Linked DNA regions of Sus scrofa: region 2 is linked to region 1. A link is a contact called in public HiChIP or PLAC-seq data. All regions are on one chromosome and are shown on one strand. The core of a region is the stretch at or near the end of the contact, and the rest is flanking DNA. Distances in the headings are between cores, read along the strand shown.

Evidence for each region. HiChIP or PLAC-seq counts read pairs in DNA pulled down with a chosen protein or histone mark.
Region 2: an H3K27ac HiChIP or PLAC-seq map of skeletal muscle shows a contact between it and region 1. The contact joins the promoter of PDLIM3 here to the promoter of CCDC110 in region 1. A contact is called at or near these places in 1 of 47 Hi-C or Micro-C datasets (skeletal muscle) and 1 of 2 datasets of contacts at active chromatin or transcription factors (skeletal muscle).

What each region holds. Positions count from the first base shown.
Region 1 is chr15:46,501,330-46,507,061 of Sscrofa11.1, forward strand. It overlaps CCDC110 (coiled-coil domain-containing protein 110), which reads right to left and starts at 2,347. Exons shown (of 7, transcript XM_021075584.1): 1 at 2,077-2,347. The coding sequence starts at 2,086. It also overlaps a transcript of C15H4orf47 not described here.
Region 2 is chr15:46,543,324-46,549,055 of Sscrofa11.1, forward strand. PDLIM3 (PDZ and LIM domain 3) reads right to left here and starts at 3,223. Exons shown (of 8, transcript NM_001001637.1): 1 at 3,011-3,223. The coding sequence starts at 3,103. It also overlaps a transcript of C15H4orf47 not described here.

The DNA.
Region 1 (5,732 bases), core at 1,097-3,596:
CTCAAACTCTAAAATAACCTCTTCTGATGCACTCAGAGCAAAATGCAGATCAAAAGGAATATATAACCTAGAATCCCACAATCCAGAATTACCTCTTGCTAACTTTAGGTACTCACCCTTCAGTCAGCTGGTAATACACATATGTGGGAAAAAAATAAATGATTTTGGAGTGAATCGGGTCAGCGTTCTTTTGGTCAGCACTAGGGAATGGATCACTTGGTGACAATTGAGTGTCCCTAAGAGGACAGAGAGAGGAGAGGGCACAAAGTCACCCTTCCTAATTTTGCCTTTGTTTTACGCAGGAGATCCCTGCTGTCCTTGATAGAGCATGACTTGGGATATCTCTCACATATGGCATCCCTGTCCTTATGCTGGCTATGCTCTAGCACGGAAGACCGGAACTCTTACACAAGCAAATTTTGCATGTAACTTCTATGAATGCTGGCGTTTTTCTCTAGGGCTTTTCATCCTGCTTAGGTTCCAGAACAATCACATGGTCTTGCTAAATTAATGTCCCTCAGTTTCTTCTGACCTTAAATGCTCTCTGAAGTGCTGAGTTGTCTCAGTGTCTAAACTCTCTGGGAGGACTTTCTCCCCAGCTGGAGCTTTCCATTACCCTCCTATTGCACAGGGACACCGGTGGGGCTCACAAGATTGGAGAGGGGGTGGTCAGCACACTGTCCTGCTGGCCTCCACTAAGGTGTGGCTCATCCTGGTGGTCCCTGGGCCTCCAGTTGTCTTGTGTCTTATCTGTGAGGGTGTAGCTGCTCCAGCCCTTCTTTTGGGGCCCTTGACAAGACCTATATGAAGGTCCTGGATTTGGGAAGGTGGCAAATCCTGTGCTGACCTCAGGTCTCCACCTCACTGCTTTTCCTGGCACCTCTGCATCTGGGTCACCTGCATGTCCCCTATGGGCTGTGAGCAACTGTCAGATCGCAACCTGGCCCATCAGTTTAGATGTCACCTTCTGCCCACAGTACTCTGCTACTCCCCTGGAGTGTCATGCTGAACACCAGCCCCCTCTGAGGTATGTAGCCTCCTAAGGCTTCTTTCCAGGGAATGAGACTTCAACTTCAGTGTTCTCAGATCCCTCCTGGCTGGGTATTTACACACATCTTATTCATGATTTCTATGGAGCTTAAAAACTGCAGCTCTTTTAAAAAAAAAAAAACTTAATTTTTCTTTTTTTTAACAAAATAGGACGCTCAGCTGTGTTTCAATCTATTATTTAACATTTGGGTCTTTTTTCCTTTAATTTTTTCTTAATTATAGTTGATTTACAATGTTCTGTCAATTTCTGCTGTACAGAAAAATAACCCAGTTATATACATAGTTATATATATATATATAATTTTACTTTTGTATATAACTATATATATATATATATAAAACAACCTCTCTGTGCCTGTTTCCCCACTTGTAATAGGAGGAAAATGGTAGACTGACTTCATAGGGTTGTGAAGATTAGATAAGTTGATAGATTAAAGTGTTTAGAACAATATCTGGCACAAAGTAAATGCCAGATAGCGGTGTTAGTTTATTATTATATGAGTAGTTAGTGGAACTACACCAGGTGGGCAGTGGATTTAGGCAATGTACTGGCTGCCTGTAGTAAAAGGCAGAAACTTCACTGCCATCCGAGCCTTGACCTGGAAGGTTTTACCTTTTTCACTGCCACCATTTTCCTTTACCCCTTCAGAGGAATTTAGGATCTTGGACGCTGAAAGGAGAACGCAGGCCACCTCATCCTCTTCCTCAGGATGCTTTTCTGTTGGGAGAAGAGGCAAGGCCTGGGGATTCGGGACGCGGGAGCCCTGAGCCGCCACCGGAGGGCGCGCTGGAGCCACGCTGGGGCGGCGGGACTGGTGGCTCCCAGACCAAAGCCAGGCGGGCTGGGGGAGGGAGGCGGTGCTTTCCGTCCCGGGGTGAGCGAGCTGTGCAGCGAGTCTGGAAGATTCGCTCTCCGGACAGGACCCGTGTGGAGGGAGAGGCGGCTGGGGAGGCGGCGCCCTCCACTACCACCGGTCCACTTCCTAGACCGTCCCCCCAAGGGCCGGCTCCCGGCCTGGCTCTTACCTGGGCTCATTTCTGTTGCTCAGGCTCTCTTCCCAACCGACTTCCCTAACCCCTGGCATTCTGCTCAGTTGCTTCTGGCAGCCTGTTGCTTGGTAACGTGGTGGCCGGGACTCCTCGAGCGGCAGTGGCCCGCGCCTGGGTGGGGGATGGGGGAGGAAGAAGTTGCGAGTTGAAGTCGCGGGTCCGAGTACCTGATGTTCGCCCTGCTAGAGCTGCGCGGTGGGAAGGTCCCAGCTTTGCTTTGCCCCCCAAACCCAGAGGCAAGTTCATTAGGACGTTTCTCCCCTCCCCTTTCGTCTCCCCTGCTGACCCAGAACTTCATCGTGAGCAGACTCTTGATTAACACAGTATCTGTTAGACCGAAGCTGTGTGGAGAGAGGGGAATGTTTGGGGACACACAACCCCCCAGGAACCTCCCCTTGTCTGATCGCCATTTCGTTGTTTTATTCTGTTCTTGTTTCAATGCATCCCTCCGATTAGTTTCAGCGATTGGGGGTTCAAAGGGTCCTAGACCAATATTGTGAAAGGACTTATGTTTGCTGTGCTTAAAAGAAGACCCCTCTTTCCAGTAATGAGCTTAAGATAACTTGAAATGTACACAAACGGAGTTCCCGTCGTGGTGCAGTGGTTAATGATCTGACTAGGAACCATGAGGTTGTGGGTTCCATCCCTGGTCTCGCTCAGTGGGTTAAGGATCCGGCATTGCCGTGAGCTGTGGTGTAGGTTGCAGACATGGCTTGGATCTGGTGTTGCTGTGCCTCTGGCATAGGTCGGTGGCTACAGCTCCGATTAGACCCCTAGCCTGGGAATCTCCATATGCCGCGAGAGCGGCCCTAGAAAAGGCAAAAAGACAAACAAACAAACAAAAAGTACACACACATTAGAGCTGTCGCAGAATAGATCTTCATTTGTAGAACATGCTGATTTCCTATACACTTGGATAAACTGCCTGCCAAAAGATGGATGTTGTGCTGAAAGCTGGAGCTTGTTCAGCTGAGAACTGGTTGGCATGATGTGTCAGTCAAAACTTAAATAGAGTTCTTTAAGTAAAAGCTTTAAATGAGTATATATTATTTAATCTTGTGAGAACAACCATTACAGATAGAATATAAAATAATTGAAAATTCAAAATTTAAGACCCATAAGTTATGGTTTTATGAACTAGGATAATATTTCATCTAAATTTTCCAAAAGTATAGAGGAGGTATAAATTATTAATGCTGGAACTGGAAGTTCTTATTTCCTGCCATGGTGTCACACATCACCTGTACTACTTTCTCATTGTGGAGAGGTTTTCTGTTTCATTTGCCTTCATGTTAGATAGATGGGGGCACATTTCCTGTCAGATATGCTTTCTCTTTCCGTAGTTGTTGGCAGTCCAACAACTTCCCTGAAAATGTCTGCTTTATTTTTTATTGTGAGCTTCATTGCTAAAAGTTGGAATTAAAATCTGTACTGCCAGTTTTTTTTTTTTTTTTTTTTTTTTTTTTTTTTAATCTGTGAGTCACAATATTTCAGAATCTTCTAGTGGCTCCTCTTAGAGAACCCATTTTCACCTGTTGACTAACAGCTGCAGATTCAAGAATCTGGAACAAATTCAAGAGCTTGCACAAAAACAAGCTAGTCAAATCTATTCTTAGCAATTTATTACCAGACTAAAATACTTTGTTGTTTTTTAGCTTCAGAAGATCTTTTTAAAAATCTGAGATCACAAGGCTATCATTAATCATAGCTGAGATCTGTAGTAGTGTGAAAAAGTAACCAAACCACTCCTAAAATATAACAAATTTGGGCAGTTATCATAAGGTCAGTGCTTTAGTCAGAGAAGCACTGTGTTGGTGACTTAGGAAGTCTTGGATGGGTAGTGGGCCTTTGACAGCTCAAAGGCTTGGTGCAAATGCATATCCACAGCAGGCTTCCTCTATGTTTCTTATAGAATTAGTTTTAACCTAATTTTGTCTATATAGGAGATGGAACCCCACAAATCACTAAGAATAGCCACTAGCTTTGGCTCTTAGGAATTTGATTGCTGCTTTAAGGGGACTTATTAACATCAGTATAATGGGGATTCTGAGAACGTGAGTTGATGTACCTGTATGAAGTCTAGTGTGCTAAGGGATAGACAGAGAAATATCAGGATAGCCTGAGAAGGAATAGATGTTAGGGAAAGAGATATTTTTAGGATGGTGTGGAGTACTTGAGCATGCTTGCAGGCTGAGACGAGTCGGAGATTCAGAAAGGCTGGGTGGGAAAAATAAGTTGGAAAGAGAACTTGAGGAATAGAGCATGGGCATGGGTTGGATGAAGAAGACAGAGGGGCTCACAGTCTTTTCAAACTCGAGAAGTTTTGGCCATTCTTCAAAGGTGTTGGAGAGCTTTCCTCCCTCTGACCAAGGCCTGAGCAAAGGGGAACGCATGGCATGTAGGTCAGATAAGTGCTCTGTTTGTGGAGCTCCCTAAGGGTATGTAGGTGTTTATTGGTTTGAGTAAATAGAGCAGTCAGAGTCTCTGTAGCTTCTTCAAGACTTTAGTTCAGATTGAAGTATGTGACCCTCTTCTTCCTGATGCAAAGCTGCTTTATGCTTTTTTAGATACTGAAGAAACTGCACTAATTCAGGCCACTCAGTCACACATTAGTAATAACAGTGTGTTTCTCTTGCTATATAAAGATACTTAGAATATGTAATGAGTTTTTGTAAAAATGATTTTAATTTTGTTTCCATTATAGCTGCTTTACAGTGTTCTGTCAATTTTCTACTGTACAGCAAGGTGACCCAGTCACACATACATATATACATTCTTTTTCTCACATTATCATGCTCCATCATGAGTGACTAGATATAGTTCCCAGTGCTAAACAGCAGGATCTCCTTGCTTATCCATTCCAAAGGCAATAGTTTGCATAATGAGTTTGCAGTAATAAATCCATAGTCCTTGCTTAACTTCAGCTGTGAGCTATGACATGAGTCAGAGGTGGTATTGGTGACCAGGGGACAAAATGAAACTTCTAAATTGAACCAGGAGCTTGGCCACACTGACAGCATTCCCTCACTAAATGGAATGATCAGTGAGTTAACACCAATAAAGACAATGTCAAGAACAGATCAGGGACTTTTGAGCTGGTAGAGGTCCCAGGAGTTGTCCTGTCCATCTCCCTCTTTCTGCAAATAAGAAGTTGAAGTCCAATGCCAGAGCTGCAGTTAAAGTCCAGTCCTTTTATTTTAAAAAATTATTTATTTATTTATTTATTTATTTATTTATTTTCTTAGGGCTGCACCTGTGACATATAAGAGTCCCCGGGGTAGGGGTCCAATCAGAACTGTAGTTGCTGGCCCATACCACAGCCACAGCAACGTATGATCTGAGCCAGGTCTGTGACCTACACCACAGCTCACAGCAATGTCAGATCCCTGACCACTGAACGAGGCCAGGGATCAAACCTGAGTCCTCATGGATACTAGTTGGGTTCATTACCACTGACCCACACAAGAACTTCTAGAGTCCTGTCCTTATCCAGAGCTATTTTCATGACAGTCTTCTTACTTACTCTTTACTTAAATCATTAGTTAATATTTTTGTTATTCCACATTACCTTTCCCTAGCACTCACAGAAGAGATGGTTTTTATTATAAAGAGGCAAATATAGACTGTAAGTT
Region 2 (5,732 bases), core at 1,973-4,472, 43 kb after region 1:
AGGTGAATTAATCACTCATATTGTGTCTATATTTATTCTATAACATTTATGATTTACTGGACACTGTGTTTGGCAGTTCTAGCCCTGAGGGGAGGGAATGCAGCCTGTTGGAAACAGATGTATCCCAACATCTGTGGTACAAGGCACGATATAAGGAGAGGTTGTAGGTCAAAAGCTATAGTAATTAAATGCAGGCAATGATTGCCACTGGAAGAAGGCTGGAGGGGCAGTATTTGAATGGTTTCCATAGGCACAGAGGACAATGAGGTGACTGGGGAAGAGAATTCTAGAGAAAAATGATAGCAGGAGAAAAGCCATGTTAGAGGAGTCATAAGTGGTCCAGAGTATCAGCACCAGTACCTATTTACGGAGTGAGGAAGAAAGGAGAGAGGAGGAAGAGAGGGAGGAAATGAAGTTGGAAACTTGAGTTGGGATAGCGGGTCAAAGGCACGAATACCATGCTAAAGACCACACATTCTCTTTTCTATAAATTGGGGGTGCCATTGAAGAATTTCTAAGAATGGGAAAGATGGGAGCAATCAACCATTTCATATGTATGGTGAACATGCAGGTTGAATTGGAGAGGCAGACAGCATCTAAGGGTTAAATTATAAAATCTTGACTAGGGACAATGCTAGAAAAAAAGTAAAGTGGTATATCTTGAAGACATAGACTCAGTAGGACCAGGTGGTAAGTTGGATGGCACAAAACACCTATTTGGAAATATCTGTACAATAAGCAGATTTTTTCATGTGTGTGGGGGCTTTAGGATGCAAACTTTGGCAGATGGACCTGGCAGATTCTGTCCTGCCACTTGTGGTCATTGGCAGGTTAATGAATCTCTTGAAACCTCATTCTTCTCATCTGCAAAAAGGGATATTACTACTACTACTCTTAGAGGATTATTGTGAGATTTAAGTGAATTAGTGCAACTAAAGGGTTTAGAAGAGTGCATGGCAGGCAAAAAAAATATGCTAACATATATACAACCTCATTCACTGCCTTTCAACACAGTATAAAAATTATGAAATTAACAATTATTCTACTACCTCATTACAACACTAATAATTATTTTTGTGTAATATATAGTCTTTTTCCAAATGATTTTTTTAGTATTCTTATAGTTTCAGTGGAAATATTTTCAGTTATATGTCCACTAAGGCAAAAAAGTGCAAGTGAATATGTTTTCATTTATTCAGCAAGAATCCACTGTGTGAATGGCTTTGGGGACACTTGGAATACAAAACAGTTTAGTTTTACCTGCTCTCCTTGAGTTTAAGTTAATTGAAGAGAAGAGCCATAGTCAAATGAAATAATCATATATGGTTGTGTGGGATTATTGAATCAGGTGTCAATATGAGTGATGCAACTTAGTTATGGGTTAAAAATTCAAACAGAATTGGCTTCCCAAATAATAACTGTCATTATATCAAATGTATTTACCAATAGCTCCTGCAGTCAACTCCAAAATGTAAGTTCTGCTTTCAAATAAACACTGTTGATAATGTCAGCAACTCAACGTTTCAAACATAAGATTCATCATATTGACATGTTGCACAGTAATAGCAAGATATTTCTTTTATAAATCACTGAAGGACTTTTGTGACAAAATTAGTTCCTTAGGATTTAATATAAATCTGATTTATCCTTTGTTAGGATTCAAAAGCTTATTTAATTTAAACAAATGAAAACTATACTTTAGAAACTTTAAAAATATTTTTTGGTAGAGATAATGGAAACTGCTTTCTTTAGTAAATCCATAAAAGGCATTGCTTGGCCCAGATCACTGAACCATTTTCTGCCTAATTTACTTAGGAACTTTTGGGGGGTATGTTAAGTTTTTATGAAAACACATGTCAGATGTGTTTATATGTTTTTGAAAATGTAAAACAAAGCTTGAAATGGTCCATGGTATGCATCTGTGTGAAACATGTTTTGAAACCCAAAAGACACTGGTTCTTAAAACTCTTAAGTCCAATGGAATATAAAAGGCATCACCTTGCTTAAAATTTATGTGAATGTATCAGATTATAAATTATAGTTATGAAATACATTATAAGCAGTAAGGAAGGAAAATAAAGCATAGTAAAGGTACAAATATTATGAAAGTTTGCTTTTAAAATTAGGTTCAATATGCTTTATATGTGGTAACTGAAATAAAAACAATAATTTTCTGTTAAGTAAACACATGTTGAAAAAATCAGGTAGACCAACTATAAAGTTACTGACAGGACAGATGCTGAAGTTTCCATTTTCTTTTGTTCCTAATTAGACAATACTTTAGAGAATATCAAGTCAGGAAAGCTTGACTTTGATACTGAAGTATGACCTTCAGAGTTTTAGGCTGAGTGATGGTCCTCCATCAAGTAAACAAAACTATCTGACACGTTTTCTTTTTAGTTTGAGTTATAGATGATGATTTCTAAGCCAAATTCTAGCTTTGGAAAATATTTATTCAAAATGCCTGGAAACCCAGGAATACGGATTAGTAATATGTTCCCTGTCTGGGCTGATATGAGCAGTTCCGACTTGGCCGGCCCAGGTTGTGCCCTGCTGAAGTTTTCATCCAGTCAAAGAAGGCATTCAGATGGCGTTTGTTCTGCTCCAACCACCATGGCTACTGTCAGTTCTCTGTCTCTCTTCCTGGACCCCACCTGGTTTGTTACTGAAAGGAGACCGGGAGTAAAGGACAAAAAGGCAGCGCACCTCACAGCCTAGCCTTCTCTGAGCCCAGAGAAACCACGCTATCAGTTCACCTCTCCTCGGAAAGTTGCTGGGGTCCAAGAGGCTGCAGAGACCATTGCAACTGACTTGGTTAATTCTCAAAGCTGCTCTGCATCTTCCAAACCTTAGTTTGCCAAGATGCTGCCGTCCCTTGGGCTGTGACCCCATCCCGAGGCTGAGGACCCACCTAGAGCACCCCAGTGGCTCACTGGCCACTCTCCTTTCCAGGGGGACCCGCGGCACTCCAGAGTCTCCGACCTGCAGCAAAAGATCGGTAAACACCTACCCTGGTGATGATCAAGGGCTGGTTGAAGTCTATGCCCCCCGAGAGTCTGAAGCCCCAGGGCGCAGGGCCCGGCAGGATCACGTTTTGGGGCATGGTGCACGGCCTTCCTCAGGCGGGGGTGCAGCGAGTGTCCCGGGGCGGGAAAGCCCACTCTGATCCCGGGGCAGTGTCCTCGCGGGACCGCGGCCCAGGAGCTTTATCCCTGCTCCCGAGTGACGTCACCGGCCTCCCCTCCTCCCCTCCCCCTCCCACCAAGGAGAGCTCCAACTTTGGAAGAAAGACGCGCCAGACCCGCGGAGTTTACAGACGCTCACCGGCCGCCGCGGGCGCAGCCTCCCAGACCTCTTGGGCGGCCGCTGGAGGAGGCTTTGGGTTACAATTCTCATTACTCTCTTAAAGAAACACCTGTCCTCCAGTTTATCTTCTGCTTGGAGAGCAGCAGTGAGCTTCATTCGACTGTAAGCCGCAGCTGTTAAGCCACAACCTCTATGTTTTCAACTAAAAAAACCACAAGCATCATCAATGCAAATGGTTATTTTACAATTTTGATTGTGCTAAAGTTTCCTTACTAGTTGTGTAGTCTTGGTTAAATTACTTATCGTCCTTAAGCCTCAGTTTCTCATCTGTAAAATAGGGGTAATGATGGTACATCTGTGGTAGGGTTGATCTGAGAATTAAATGAGCCATCTCTGCACAGTGCCTGGCACAGCAGGAGTGCTCAGCAAATAGCAAGCCTTTCTGCAATTAAGTAATACGGTCAGATATATTCGTAGGTATATGTAATATACATTAATACAAATACATTAAAATTTTATCTTTATTTTTATTTTTAGTTTTTTTAGTTTTTTTTCATTTTTTTATTACTCATGAATTTATCACATCTGTAGTTGTATAATGATCATAACAATCTGATTCCACAGGATTTCCAAAATTTTATTTTTTGTCTTTTTTTTTTTTTTTTGCTATTTCTTTGGGCCACTTCCCGCGGCATATGGAGGTTCCCAGGCTAGGGGTCAAATCGGAGCTTTAGCCGCCAGCCTATGCCAGAGCCACAGCAACACGGGATCCGAGCCGCATCTGCAACCTACACCACAGCTCATGGCAACGCCAGATCGTTAACCCACTGAGCAAGGGCAGGGATCGAACCCGCAACCTCATGGTTCCTAGTCGGATTTGTTAACCACTGCGCCACGACGGGAACTCCCTAAAATTTTATTTTTAAAAATAAAGAAATCTAAAGTGAAAACGTCACACAAAGGTACTCAGTCCAATAAACCATCTGAAAGTATGTATGAGAAGATGATTTGTCAGTATACTCAAAGTATAGTTTAATTTTGTTTGGAGTAATTGTCACTTCCCTCAAATTCAGGCTGTAAACTTATGTTTTTGACACATGAGTGATGAGTATAACAGAAACCTAGGAGTTGAGACTGTCTTGTGTGGCTCCCACAAGAGGTCTAGACAGGATGAAACTGCTTAGAGGAAAAGGAGGGGTTGGGTATTCACTGAGCATCTTCATGGTCCAGGTCCTCTAGTGATTGCATTACCCATGTCATCTTCATCCTCATGGCAAGTCCATCAGTTGCTGTTATTATTTCTTTTTTTTTTTTTTAAATCAAGTAGAGGAAGTAATTTCTTAGAAGTTGAGTTACTTGCATAAGATCATACAGCTAATAAGTGACACAGTTGAGATCACAAACCCAGGTCTGTTTGTCTCCATTGTCTGCCTGGTATAGGTCTGAGGATCGGGAGATTCTGAGGAAGGTCCTGTCATAGCCTCAGAGTGTAATCAAGTACTTCTGGTGTTATTCACCAGTTTGCTCTGATTCCCAAAGAGAGGGGTAAGGATGAGGGAGGAGAAGTGCGAAATGTTTTAAAAACTCAAGAACAAGGATCTTGGACTTCAGGCCTGATATGATAGTGTATCAGTCCAGGAGAGCAGAGCTGCAACATACTTTATTAACAGAGTGCTCTGTTTGGATGTCGTTTAAGACTCATAGAGAAAAGAGATTCAGGAAACTGTAAACAAGGTGGACTAGCCCAGGGATAGTGTGAATTATAAAACTGGGTTGGAACTATGTTGTCTACTGTGGTGGCTTATATAAAAGTCCCAGAGGATAGGTGTTTTCTGTTCCCACATATTTTCCAGTGCCCCACCTATGTTACGTTATCAAGGAAATAATCATATATGTGTTGATTTTTGCCTATTTGGGATGGCTGTTTTTATCACAAAGCACATTTCCTCTGTCAGTCACTGGCTGTGTCTGCATGGTACACACACACACCCCCCGAGAGGTCAATTCAGGAAAAAAAAAAATCAGACAAGTTACTTGGTACTGTGTAAGTGTAACAATCGTTTATACCTTACCTTATGAGCTGGCTTATATAACAAATTGATTATATATTTTTTAACATTTTCTGCCGTTTACCTGTTCGTTTTGGCATCATTTAGATTAAGCAGTATCTATGCAACATAAATTAATACAGTATAATACCTGAAGAGTTCAAAAGAATTTGCAGAGAGCCTGGAAAGCAGGGATGTGAACTAGGTAGTTTCCCTACATCCTGCTATTTACTGAGGTCTCTAGGAAGGTATTCAGAGGTGACTGTCAAGGTGGAGTTGAGAATAACTGTGAGACAGTGTTCTAGGGAAGAAGCAGTGACCCAGTGCTAACTAGTCCTAGAGGTTCCTGCTTTTGGTTTGGGGACTGTCCTAAGAAGG